Linked DNA regions of Mus musculus: region 1 is linked to region 2. A link is a contact called in public HiChIP or PLAC-seq data. All regions are on one chromosome and are shown on one strand. The core of a region is the stretch at or near the end of the contact, and the rest is flanking DNA. Distances in the headings are between cores, read along the strand shown.

Region 1 (2,700 bases), core at 29-2,528, 39 kb after region 2:
TGAGTCCTCCTCCTCACCTTACTGACCTCATTCCCGTAAGAGATGAGTGGCCTCTGTAGAAGAAATGTCCTTGGCCTGCTCTTAGATTTTTGCCCTGGGGACAATAGAGCCCATCTTGTCCCTCAGCTGTCAGCTCACATGTCAGTCTTGTCATGGTCTCTTAAATAGAATCTTAGAATCTATAGAATTTTCCCTTTAATTTTTTTTTTGGTTTTGTTTTTGTGTGTGTGTGTGGTTTTGGGTTTTTTGGTTTTTTTTGTTTTGTTTTGTTTTGGTTTGGTTTGGTTTTTCGAGACAGGGTTTCTCTGTGTAGCCCTGGCTGCCCTGGAACTCACTTTGTAGACCAGGCTGGCCTTGAACTCAGAAATCCACCTGCCTCTGCCTCCCAAGTGCTGGGATCAAAGGTGTGCACCACCATGCCCGGCTTCCCTTTAATTTTTTTTTTTTAAGAAAATGTTGTTTATTTTATTTTATTTTTTTTTTTGTTTTTTGTTTTTTTTTTTTTTTTGGTTTTTCGAGACAGGGTTTCTCTGTATAGTCTTGGCTGTCCTGGAACTCACTTTGTAGACCAGGCTGGCCTCAAACTCAGAAATCCGCCTGTCTCTGCCTCCCAAGTGCTGGGATTAAAGGCGTGTGCCACCACCTCCCGGCTGTTTATTTTTATGAATACACTGTATCTGTCTTCAGACACACCAGAAGAGTGGATTGGATCCCATTACAGATGGTTGTGAGCCACCATGTGGTTGCTGGGAACTGAACTCAGGACCTCTGGAAGAGTAGTCAGAGCTCTTAACCGATGAGCCATCTCTCCAGCCCCTCCCTTTAATTTTTAACAGGCGATGTTTTCACGTTTTTTAACATTTAAAAGGCTCCCTCTGCTCCCTACATTCCTTATTTTCCTCATAACTATCATTTAAAATGTATTTGTCTACTCGTTCATCAACCATCTCTTCCCACTAGAAAGGAAGTCCACAGAAGCCGCGGCTTTGTTCGGATGCACACAATAAAAGCGGAATAATAGCGGATGTCTCGGACTAGATCGCGAGCAGACCCGGGTCTGGGAAGAGATCATACTACGGCTTTTTCGTGGATTTGTTTGCACCTCCGGTCGTCAGGAACTCCTCCAGGTTAAAGGAAGAGATCGAAGCATCAGTTTCTGAGCACACGCGCGTGTGAGAACACTCTGCTCCACCCACAGCCACAAGGGAAAGGCAAGGCCGTACGGAAGCCACTTCCAACCTGCTAGGCCCCGCCCTCACTCGGACGTCCCAGTGCGCAGGCGCCGAGACCTGACCTGGAAGTGACTGTCTTCTGAGCCCACGTGTTTGGCTCAGCATGGCGGAGATGAAGAGCCCCACGAAAGCTGAGCCTGCGACTCCCGCAGAAGCGGCGCAAAGCGACCGCCACAGCCTGCTGGAGCACAGCCGCGAGTTCTTGGACTTCTTCTGGGACATTGCGAAACCGGATCAGGAAACGCGGCTCCGGGCCACGGAGAAGTTGTTGGAGTACTTGCGCACAAGGCCCAATGTATGATGGAGGGGCCCAGGCCCATCGTGGCTCTGGATGCAAGGGGGAGGGGTGGGCCCTTCAGATCACTGTTGAACACGAGGGATGTTCTTGGTTCCGTAGGATTCGGAGATGAAATATGCCCTGAAGCGCCTAATCACTGGGCTTGGGGTGGGCCGAGAAGCCGCTAGGCCCTGCTACAGCCTGGCGCTGGCACAGGTGAGACTGTGTGTCTGGCAAGGGCACGATCTCGCTGGGCAAAGGTGGCGTCTAAGGGTAGGGGGCACCGAAGCTGCGGGGTAAGAAGAAATCCGAGATGCTTCAGAGGGGATACAGGCATCCTTACTTGGGTGGGAGGAAGTGCCAAAACATGGCCTATGTACAGCAAAGTCCAGGCAGGTGGAAGAGTTGAACACGTTTTCTTTCTGATACACGTTTATCAGCTACAGAGTATTAGCTACAGTTACTGGAAGTAGTGAACTTTGAGGTTGATTTCTGCAAGGTTGGGGAGCCGCCTCCAGGTTAGGAAGGCAACTGATGACAGACCACGTAGAAATTTGTACAGCAAAAAGCAATGAAGACTAACCAGCCTCAAGGCAACTCAGAACAGGATCTTTGGATGGGATGGGTTTTCCCAAGAGGTACAGAAGCAGCCTAGGCCTTCTGAAGCCTTGATGGAGGTGGGGCTTAGCCATGTAAGATGTGGTCCCTTGAAAGCAGTAGCGCTTGTGAGGGATGGGAGGAGCACGGAGATTATATTGGGGAAAGCTGAAGGAGGGAAATGGACTTGGTCTGGTTTGTTGTCCCTGGGCCACTCCTGAGCTCTTTCTGGTCTTGCCTGGTAGCTGTTGCAGTCTTTTGAAGACATCCCATTGTGTGACATCCTGGATCAGATACAAGAAAAATACAGCCTACAAGCCATGAACAAGGTGCGTGAGATTCCCAGACAGACAACCTGCTCCTGAACAGCTATGGGGAGGGACCCTCTTCACCTGTGTTTTCAATCTTTTTCTAGGCAATGATGAGACCTAGTCTCTTTGCAAACCTTTTTGGAGTGCTAGCCCTCTTTCAGTCAGGCCGCCTAGTGAAGGTAAGAGCTTTTGGCACGGGGCGCAGGGACTGGTTTAGGGCTGGAGGGGAACAGATGGTAACAGACCCTGCTCTTCACCTTTTGCTCTCTGTGGATACCAGGAC
Region 2 (2,700 bases), core at 3-2,502:
CCACTGCTGGGCCTCCCCTCTCAGACTCCCAGGTCATGGCCAGAAAATGAAGAAGCAGTTAGTCAGAGGCAAGGATGGCCTAGGCACACTGAGGAAGCAGAAGACTGGGGTACCTGCAAATGGAGGGTAGCATCTCTCAGTAACCTGGCCCCACAGCCCTCTTCTCCCTACCAAAGGAACTCCTCAACCTCAGGCAGCTCTGTAAAACAGCCCTGACCTTGACCTCTGCCTGAGAAATCTGATCTTGGGAAACAGTCAGGGCCCAGCCTCGCTACGCTATGGCTGAATGACCATGGCCATGGTTGAGCCTGCTCTAGGAGCTCATTGGGCTAGCTCAGGGTGGAATATCCATACTTGCTCGCCGTATCCTGCTCCCACTTCTCAAACAGCGCCTTTCGAGCCTGTGCCCCTGAAGTCCGAGGCAGCGTCTGCGACCTCACCAGTTCCCTGCGACGCTCTCCCTGGCGAGGGGCCTGAGTCATAGCTGGGGGCTGCGAGGATGGGGGTGACTGTGGTGGGGTCACCAGTGGAGGGCTGAGGAGAAAAATTCATGACGTCAGGAACACAGAACCAACTGGCACTCCCCTGGGTCCCCCGGTGAAACGCCCACCCTGAGTGAGTGTGCGTGAGACAGCGAGGCAGACAGCTTATACTTATGGGGGGACCCCTAGACCTTGGAGGAGCAGTGGGGGAGCAAGTCCCACCTGCTCAGGTCCCAACTGGTTTTGCAGGTTTTCTGCACGGGAGCTACAGTTGGTAGCATACCTGGCCAGGGTGCCCAACTAGGGAGGGAGAGTAGCCCCTCTCAAGGCACAACTAGCACCCCTTGATAAGTGTCAATGCCTGGGAAGGACAAGGGGTATACCCAGAGCCAGACCAGGCCCCCTCCTCCACCACTTCTAGATAGGACCCTCTTTGTTCTCCCCCTGGAACAATCTGCCAGGAAGACACAATTCCCCTTTTATTATTTAAAAAAAAAAAATTCCATCTTGCTACCCCTCCCCCATCCTCACATCTACTTAGTCAGCCAAAGTTAGCTTTTAACCCTGAGCCTCTCTAGGCACCTGCTCTTCCCATGGCAGCAAATACCTCACTTGGAGGTCCCCCAGCCAGAATGGAAAACATAAAGCCAAATGTCATCCTGCCCACCTTCCTCCCAGAGAAGTTGAGACTCCCCCACTCCCCACACCACCCCATCCCTGCCCAACACACACAAGCCACCTTTTAATAGACTTGTTTTGAAGGTCAAAGAAGCCAAGCGGCAACCAAGCCTCCACATACCAACCTTGGTCACCTCCCTTCCCAGCTCCAACCCCGCCTGCCAGTCAGCCCGCCGGCTCTAGTTCCACAGAGTCTCCCTAGACAGTCGGCCCAGAGAGAGGCCTGCAGCTCAGGTCCCAGGCAGAGCAGCCTTCCCAGCCACAGACTCACCTGTCCTTGCGTTTGCCAGCCGTCACTGCTCCATACCCAGAGCCAGACAAAGACCGAGTGAAAGAGGAACTTTTCTCTATAAGACCAAGGAAAGACAGAAACAACAGACTTGGTTCTACTCAGCATCACTTTGTAGACCAACAAGATCTAGGGCTCAGTAGGCACCATCTCAGGACAGTGACATCCAAGAAGTCCTTCCAACTGTCTCCTCCCTGCTCTTGAGGGCACAAAGCCCGGGGTCTCCAACACTGTATGACCAAGTACTGCCCCAAACCCTTGTTGGGAAGCCAGGATAGTGCCAGCCCAAGTCATATACTAGGATAAACCCAATAAAGACCTGTTTGTGCTGAGGGGACTGTATCAAATATACAAGGTAAACCATGGTCTCAACCTGTCATGAACTCCCACTTAATGGTATCTCTGGAAAGGAATGTGGTAAGGACAGGTCCCCTGGGTCAGGGAATATGGTGGGCTGGGGTCTGACCTGGGTGTCCTGAGTCTCCTGCCAACCCACACCCAAGCCCTGTCCTCTCTCACCCACCCTGAAGTGGGGGGGATCGGCCCCCGTACCACCCCCTTGTCATACCAGTGGGACTGGGAGTCCAAGGGCTGATGGCCTCACTAGGGCTTGGGGTGAAGCCCCCCACAATGGCAGCAGATGTGGGTGACAGAGCTGAAGCTGAGGTCTCCCCAGAGAATTTCTCGGAGACTCGGGTGACAGCTGTGACGGGCTGGTGGGGCATCCGCAAGGAGAGGCTCACAGGGCGTGGCCTCGGGGGCTCCTGGGCTGACGAGGTTTGGACCTCAGAGGATCCGTTGGCTGGACCTGTAACACGTGACCAACCAGGGTGCATCAGCTATGGCAGCCACAGACGCCTCAGATTCCCCTACATTCAGTCCAAGAGGACTCCTGTATCTCTGAACATTGCTCCCAGCTCCTCCAGGAAGCCTTCTGACCACTTCAGCCTCCCTCACCTCCATTACCATGTACATCTTACTGCACCGCTCAGACCTGATTCTCCTCAACTTCCCCTGCACCAGCTTGGGCCACTCTACCCACTTTTATGAACTGACAATTACACAGCCTCTGCTTGCTTTCTTCCAGAAACAGGGAAGATCTCTTCCTTGAACTCCCATTTCTTTGTGTATTTTATTTGTTTTGTTTTGTTTTCTCAAGGCAGGGTCTTACCATGTACCTCTGGTTGTCCTGGAACTCACTATGTAGACCAGGCTTGCCTCCAAACTCACAGAGACCGGCCTGCCTCTGCC

Evidence for each region. HiChIP or PLAC-seq counts read pairs in DNA pulled down with a chosen protein or histone mark.
Region 1: a contact with region 2 is called in an H3K27ac HiChIP or PLAC-seq map of embryonic stem cells, with 10 read pairs. The contact joins the promoter of Mybbp1a here to the enhancer-like site in region 2. A contact is called at or near these places in 1 of 484 Hi-C or Micro-C datasets (palatal mesenchyme), 4 of 115 datasets of contacts at active chromatin or transcription factors (the SCID.adh cell line and embryonic stem cells) and 3 of 9 other capture datasets (adipose tissue, liver and pancreatic islet).

Annotation. Positions count from the first base shown.
Region 1 is chr11:72,440,049-72,442,748 of GRCm38.p6, forward strand. Mybbp1a (MYB binding protein (P160) 1a) reads left to right here and starts at 1,279. Exons shown (of 26, transcript NM_016776.3): 1 at 1,279-1,527; 2 at 1,630-1,725; 3 at 2,352-2,435; 4 at 2,522-2,596; 5 at 2,698-2,700. The coding sequence starts at 1,336.
Region 2 is chr11:72,400,994-72,403,693 of GRCm38.p6, forward strand. Smtnl2 (smoothelin-like 2) reads right to left here. Exons shown (of 8, transcript NM_177776.3): 3 at 2,018-2,257; 4 at 1,432-1,507; 5 at 355-534. Among named protein-coding and RNA genes, the nearest start is that of Smtnl2, 9.4 kb to the right of the region's middle. Within about 2 kb of position 1,253, at least 19 of the 459 cell types and tissues checked have an H3K27ac peak or open chromatin away from gene starts, as enhancers often do. A contact at or near this core is called in embryonic stem cells, where this site is marked.